Linked DNA regions of Mus musculus: region 1 is linked to region 2. Evidence: chromatin contacts called from public promoter capture Hi-C data. All regions are on one chromosome and are shown on one strand. The core of a region is the stretch at or near the end of the contact, and the rest is flanking DNA. Distances in the headings are between cores, read along the strand shown.

Region 1 (2,993 bases), core at 454-2,953, 290 kb before region 2:
GTGTGTCTCTATGGTTGATTCAGAAGAAGTTCTGACTTCAGCTTGCCTCCACCTTGCCAAAAGCAAGTGGAAGGCCCCCTTGTGGAGCCCTTGTGAATGTGGCCTCACAATTAGCTACAGCCACTGTGTACACATCTGTCTATATGCAGTGGAGCAGGGTAGACAAGACCCTTCTGGTAGCCAAGAGAGTCTTCTCTGTGATAGCCAGATGATCTGAAACATGTCCTTGGAAAGAGTCACATGTCTGATTCTGTGATCTATTGTCCTAGGGGAGTCAATAGTTGCAGCCTGGAGCCCAGGTAGGTGACCAAAGAGAAGCAATGGTGCTATTGTCCACTGTGACCTTGAAAAACAGAGCCTGGTCACTGGTTGCCTGGGTACTTGATCTGATGGGCCCTCTAGCACCAGGCCATTTTGTGAGTTTCAAGAAAGAATCTAGTTAAAGCACACAGAGGGTGCAGAGGAAGACAGAAGGGTTAGTGCCTCTCTTCCTAGGCACCCGCCCTTCATGCAATGATTGAAACATTTGATCACCTATCTCACCACACGTAGTAGGTGGCCAGCTGTTAGAATCAGGGCTGTGGAAATGGCTCAGTTGGTGAAGAGTTTGTTGTGCGACTATGAAGGCTGAGACTCAGGTTACATACAAGCTACACGGGCATGATGGCCTGTCTGTGATCTCACCTTGTAAGACAGGAATCCCCAGACCAAGCTGGCAAGCCAGAGTAGTCTAATACAGCCAGCTTCAAGTTCAGCAAGATGGGGAATAGTGCAGGAAGACAGTCAATGTTAACCGTGGGCCTGCCTACACACAGGCACACAAGTGTGCCTGCACATATACCCACACATAGATAAACACACACACACACACACACACACACACACACACACACATGCACGCACACATAAATACCTCATATTTACACATGCAAGAAGTAAATTAACAAAGTTTTTTTTTTTTTAATGCTAGAATCATCTCAAGTTATCTTTCTGTTTTGAAGTGGAGATTTCTGGTTTCATTGGAGACTCAGTTGTGTCACGTGTTGTTTTTGTCTGGAAACTGTCTTTTGAGAGGATGTTTTGTTGAAGCAGACACGGGAGAGGTTGTTTTTGCTGAGAACAGACAGGTGGTATTTTCTGGAAGCTGGCATGTAATGCTTTGCTGGAGCAGGTGCTTGGGAGGACACCTGGTGTCTGGAAAGGGTAGGAGTATAACCAGACAGACAGTGGACGATGCTGTGGCATTGGTTCGCCCTGCCACTCTTTACTGGGCTTTGCTGACACTGGTCTTCACTGATGACGCTGTGGAATTGGTTCACCTTACCGTCTTCACTGACCATCACTTGTCGTGGCTTCGTAGAAACACACTAAAGAACGTCTTGCGATAGTCAGGCAGCTTCTTGCTGCTTCTGCACAAACTTGGCTCGATTGGCAGAGCCTGGAGGTTTCTTCTGGATTGAACTGCCATTGTTGCTGATTTGTGAATGGTGTTTGTGAGTGAATTGAGCTACCAATGCTGAGTCGTGTGAACTAAACTGCCGCTATCCTGACAACACAGATTGGAATCGCCCCAGAGAACTCTTTCTAAACAGGTCCACATCCCTCTTTGCCGTATTAACTTTTCCTTTCTGTTATCTCTGGTGGGTAGTGGGCTAGAAGGGAAAGTATTTAAGAGCCCTTATTAAAGTAGGTTTTGAAAAATCTAAGCCTACACTGCTCTGTTCCCATGTCCACAGCGGTAAATTGTGTCTTATTTGGGCCCATACACTCACCTCCACGATGTTCCTGCTACTTAAACATACATTTTCTCCTCGGCAAGCCATCCTGCAGGCTGCCAGACTATGCCATCAAAAACACAAAGCTTGTGTGTGTGTGTGTGGGGGGGGGGGGAAGCACACAGCTGGCACCTCCTAGACCCAATAATAACTTGCACCCCATGGGATGAACTATTCTGTGTTTGTTCATGGCCCGAGCCCCACCCACATCCATTTGACATCAATGTTTCCATGGCAAATAATAATCTTCAGATGTGATAGAGCAGGGGCTGCAAGCCCACAGAGCGCAGCCAGATGAGACAAACATGTTGCTTAAGCGACAGGGCACAGTGGTGCCGAGCAGCCGACAGCCTGTGTGTTCATGACCCAGTGGGTTCACATCACAGCCCAGAGGTTGCTCCGCTAATGAGGAGTGAGTCAAACATGTAGCTCTGAACACTTGACGATATGCCGCGACATCCCCCATCCTGTGGGAGTATGTATTTATATGGAGAGGCAGGACTGTCGCGGCTAAGCCATATGGATGCTGCCCCACATCTGGAGCATGTGTTCACCCTCCACATTTCAAAGTCATCATTTGGGCCTCAGTTCTGTACAGAATTTAAAATAGACTCTGGAGTCTTGCTCTCTGTTGTCTGCAGCCCTCATTTAACACCCAGGTCTGGCTTTGTGGAGGCGTCTGTACTTGAATGTTAACATGTTAAATACAAAACTCCATAAAACCAGGGACCCCATGCTATGATGACAAATGCCATGCTTTCAGAGAAGCATCAGAGGACAGAGGACCTTACACACTGAAGTAGGGGTTCTTGTTTCCCAAGGGACAGGGCAATATGCTACCCAACAGGGAAAAAAGTCCAGAAGAAAAGTTACTACATTTGAACACGCTCAAGGGTACATTATTCCTGGAAATGCTAAAAGGACATCTAGGTACCAGGGCACTCATGTCTCCAAGTGTCCTGCCGACTTGCAGCTGGCACCACCCAGAGCTTGTTGGAAATACAATCTCAGCCACCTCCCCAAATGGGGAGGAAGGCCCCAGGCTCTTGCTTCCTGGTCCCACCGCTACCTAAGTCCCCACTCCTGGATGCAGTAGCTGGCACTCAGGTGCACTCAGGGGCCTGTACACCTCCACAGACTTCACACTACATCAAGGCAAGAGTCACAACATGGGAAGAAGAACTCTGTGTAGGAGCCCGGGGACCAAGTGGCACAGAC
Region 2 (2,700 bases), core at 86-2,585:
TTTATATATTTTCTGTAGCACTGAATTCTGTTGCCTCATCTCAGTTATTTGGAGAATGGTTAGGTACTTCATAGGGTAGACAACAAGCATGGTTTTCTGAGACAAACTTACTTGTTCGGATAAAAGAAACATTGTTGTTGTTTCAAGAAAAAGAACTTGTTACAATTTTCTACATAGCAACGTAGTTGTCTCTCCCGATTTTTTAAATGACTCATCGCTGTTGCAAGAAACTCTTGTGTAAAAAGGTTTCCAAGGGGAAAAAAAATTGATTTTAGCTAGAGTATTCATTTCGGCAACTTTTCTGGATAAATTGTATTCTCTAAAAATTCTAACACAACTTTCTCTTTGGAATATTCAAAAACATTTCGTAGCTAAGATTGGAAAAAGGCTTAAGCACACAGAATTTTCACTTAACCTCTTTTTCTTTTTCGTTTTTTAATCTTCATATAGGGATTTTCTAAGGTTATCTTAAAATTTGTCTGGGAATGGTGCTAGACGACTATAATCCCAGCATTGGACAGAGGGGCTCTGAGGCCGGAGAATAGCTGTGTGCTTCAGACTAGCCAGGATTACTTATCGAGACACTTTTTAAAACAACCATCAAATTATGCAACAACAACAAAAAACAAAAACAAAAAAACAAAAAAACGACAACCACAATTCGTGCTGGAGTTCGGCAAACTTTAACTCACAGCCACGTTTTTACCCCCAAGCACGCAGGCTCAAATTCATCTTGGAAGAATTCAAGGTAAAGTTTGCTCCATCGTGAATGCTTCATGGTCGAATCCATGACGATTCGAGATCAGGGAGTCGATGGTAGAGGTGTAGAAGGGTTAAGAGGTTACAAATCTTGTTACCCTGTTTCAACCTTGAATAAACCGAATTGCTGAAGGGTGGAGATCTGGAAAGCATTCCGAACATGCTTTCTAGACATTCTGAGTCGCGATTTCTACATCACCCAAGTCACTTAATTTTGGAAAGCAACATTAGCCTGGCTGATTTCGATAGTTTTTTATTTACACCCGGCATTGAGCAGACACTGCAGCCTACTGGACAAAGCTGGACGCCCTACGGGGTGGCCACAGGGCAGACTGATTTAACCACAGCTCTACAGGGAGCCTCACTGTCCGATCTATCCGCGGCCTTTCCCAGGACCGCGGACGGCGACCGCGGGTCCCAGCTCTCCGGTGCTGCTCCCGGCCCGCCGCTGGACGAAAGGAAAGAAACAGCCGCGGACCGGCCCCCGGCTGCGCATGCGCGGCGACGCCAACTCCGCTTCCTGAATTCTGGAGGAAGTGGCGTCGCGTTACTTCCGGCCTCCCTCTAGCTGCCATCTTGCGTCCCCGCGTGTGTGCGCCTTCTCTCAGCTGGTCTGCCCGAGACCCCCTGAGCGTGAACCTTAGTTCCCCGCGCGGCGCCATTTCCACTCCGACAAGGTACAGAAAAAAGGCCGTGGACGCCGGCGTGGGAGGAGACCGGGAGTTGGGGGTGGGGCGGGCGTTTCCCGGCAGGAGCGAGGCAGGGAGGGGACGGACGGAGCTGAGGAAAGCGATGCGACGGACGGGCGCTCCCACCCAGGCGGACTCTCGGGGGCGAGGGCGAGCCAGGGGCGGCTGGCCCGGGGCCGAAGCGACGCCCTCTCTCCCTCTCGGCGGAAGCCGAGGACGGGAGTCTCAGGTACCGCGAGGCCTGCGGAGAGTGGCCGGGCCGGGCAGGCCGTGGCGAGGCCTCGGCCCAGGCCGGGCAGGGCGGCGGGGAGCGGGGGATGCTCGGTCGCCGTGGGGCTGAGCCCGAGGCCGGGCCGGGCCGGGCGGGGGAGGGGCGAGGGGCCCTGTGCGCCCCGGCGAGCCTGGAGGGGTGAATTGGGGATCCAGGCCTCAGCCCGAGGGGGACGACGTTCTCCTGCGAGTGTAGCGGGAAATAACGAGCGTGGAATGCTGGAGGGGGGGCCCGGCCGTTCTTGTTCTTGGCTGAGGATTTTTTTTTTTCCTCTCTCTTTGTAGATGAAAGAAACAATCATGAACCAGGAGAAACTCGCCAAACTGCAGGCACAAGTGCGCATTGGTGGGAAAGTAAGTTTCTTTTTTTTTTTTCCTCCTTTCTTTTTCTCTCCTCTCTCTCTTCCAAAGTTCCGTTTGCATTTCTCACGTTGTTGGGTTTTTTGTTTTTTGTTTTTTTTGTTGTTGTTGTTGTTGTTTTTGGTTTGGTTGGTTGGTTTTTTGGGTTTTTTTTGTCACTTTGCTTGGCAGGGGACATTTCGCAAAGCTAGCAAATCCAAGGGAAATGAGACCAATACTAAGAGACAAGGAGGAGATAGATAGATAGATAGATAGTAGGGGTGAGGTCGGTCATCGAGTAGAGAAGAAAATAGCACTTAAAAACGGTGCCTTGCTTGCAAGAGGTTCAGGATTATGGCGCATATAAACAAATGTTACTGGATTTTATGAATGGGGGGGAAAGTATGTTCTCTGCCAAATCTTTGTGTACCGTGTACCCTTGACTTGTACAATGTTGGGGGTGGTTATTTTGTTACCTTTGAGTTGTCCTGAGATCCAACACATGTTTTGGTACATGCTAGAGGACCTCTCAACTCCCAAACTGCATTCCCACCCCATTTTTTTTAAAAGTAAGTTAACTGAAAGTATTGGCTTTTCCTGTTCTACTTAATGATTAGGTAATTTTATTATTATTATTATTATT

Evidence for each region. Promoter capture Hi-C pulls out the DNA fragments that hold promoters and counts their contacts.
Region 1: a contact with region 2 is called in a promoter capture Hi-C map of second pharyngeal arch cranial neural crest, with 5 times the contacts expected there. The contact joins the enhancer-like site here to the promoter of Btf3 in region 2. A contact is called at or near these places in 5 of 39 promoter capture datasets (the 3T3-L1 cell line, frontonasal cranial neural crest, hippocampal neurons and 1 more), 2 of 484 Hi-C or Micro-C datasets (nephron progenitors and palatal mesenchyme), 5 of 115 datasets of contacts at active chromatin or transcription factors (bone marrow-derived macrophages, cardiomyocytes, embryonic forebrain and 2 more) and 1 of 9 other capture datasets (pancreatic islet).

What each region holds. Positions count from the first base shown.
Region 1 is chr13:98,603,106-98,606,098 of GRCm38.p6, reverse strand. No RefSeq gene overlaps it. Among named protein-coding and RNA genes, the nearest start is that of Gm41033, 30 kb to the right of the region's middle. Within about 2 kb of position 1,703, at least 3 of the 459 cell types and tissues checked have an H3K27ac peak or open chromatin away from gene starts, as enhancers often do. A contact at or near this core is called in second pharyngeal arch cranial neural crest, where this site is marked.
Region 2 is chr13:98,315,602-98,318,301 of GRCm38.p6, reverse strand. Btf3 (basic transcription factor 3) reads left to right here and starts at 1,335. Exons shown (of 6, transcript NM_145455.3): 1 at 1,335-1,677; 2 at 2,004-2,072. The coding sequence starts at 1,552. Gm9828 (predicted gene 9828) reads right to left here and starts at 1,186. Exons shown (of 4, transcript NR_137279.1): 1 at 693-1,186.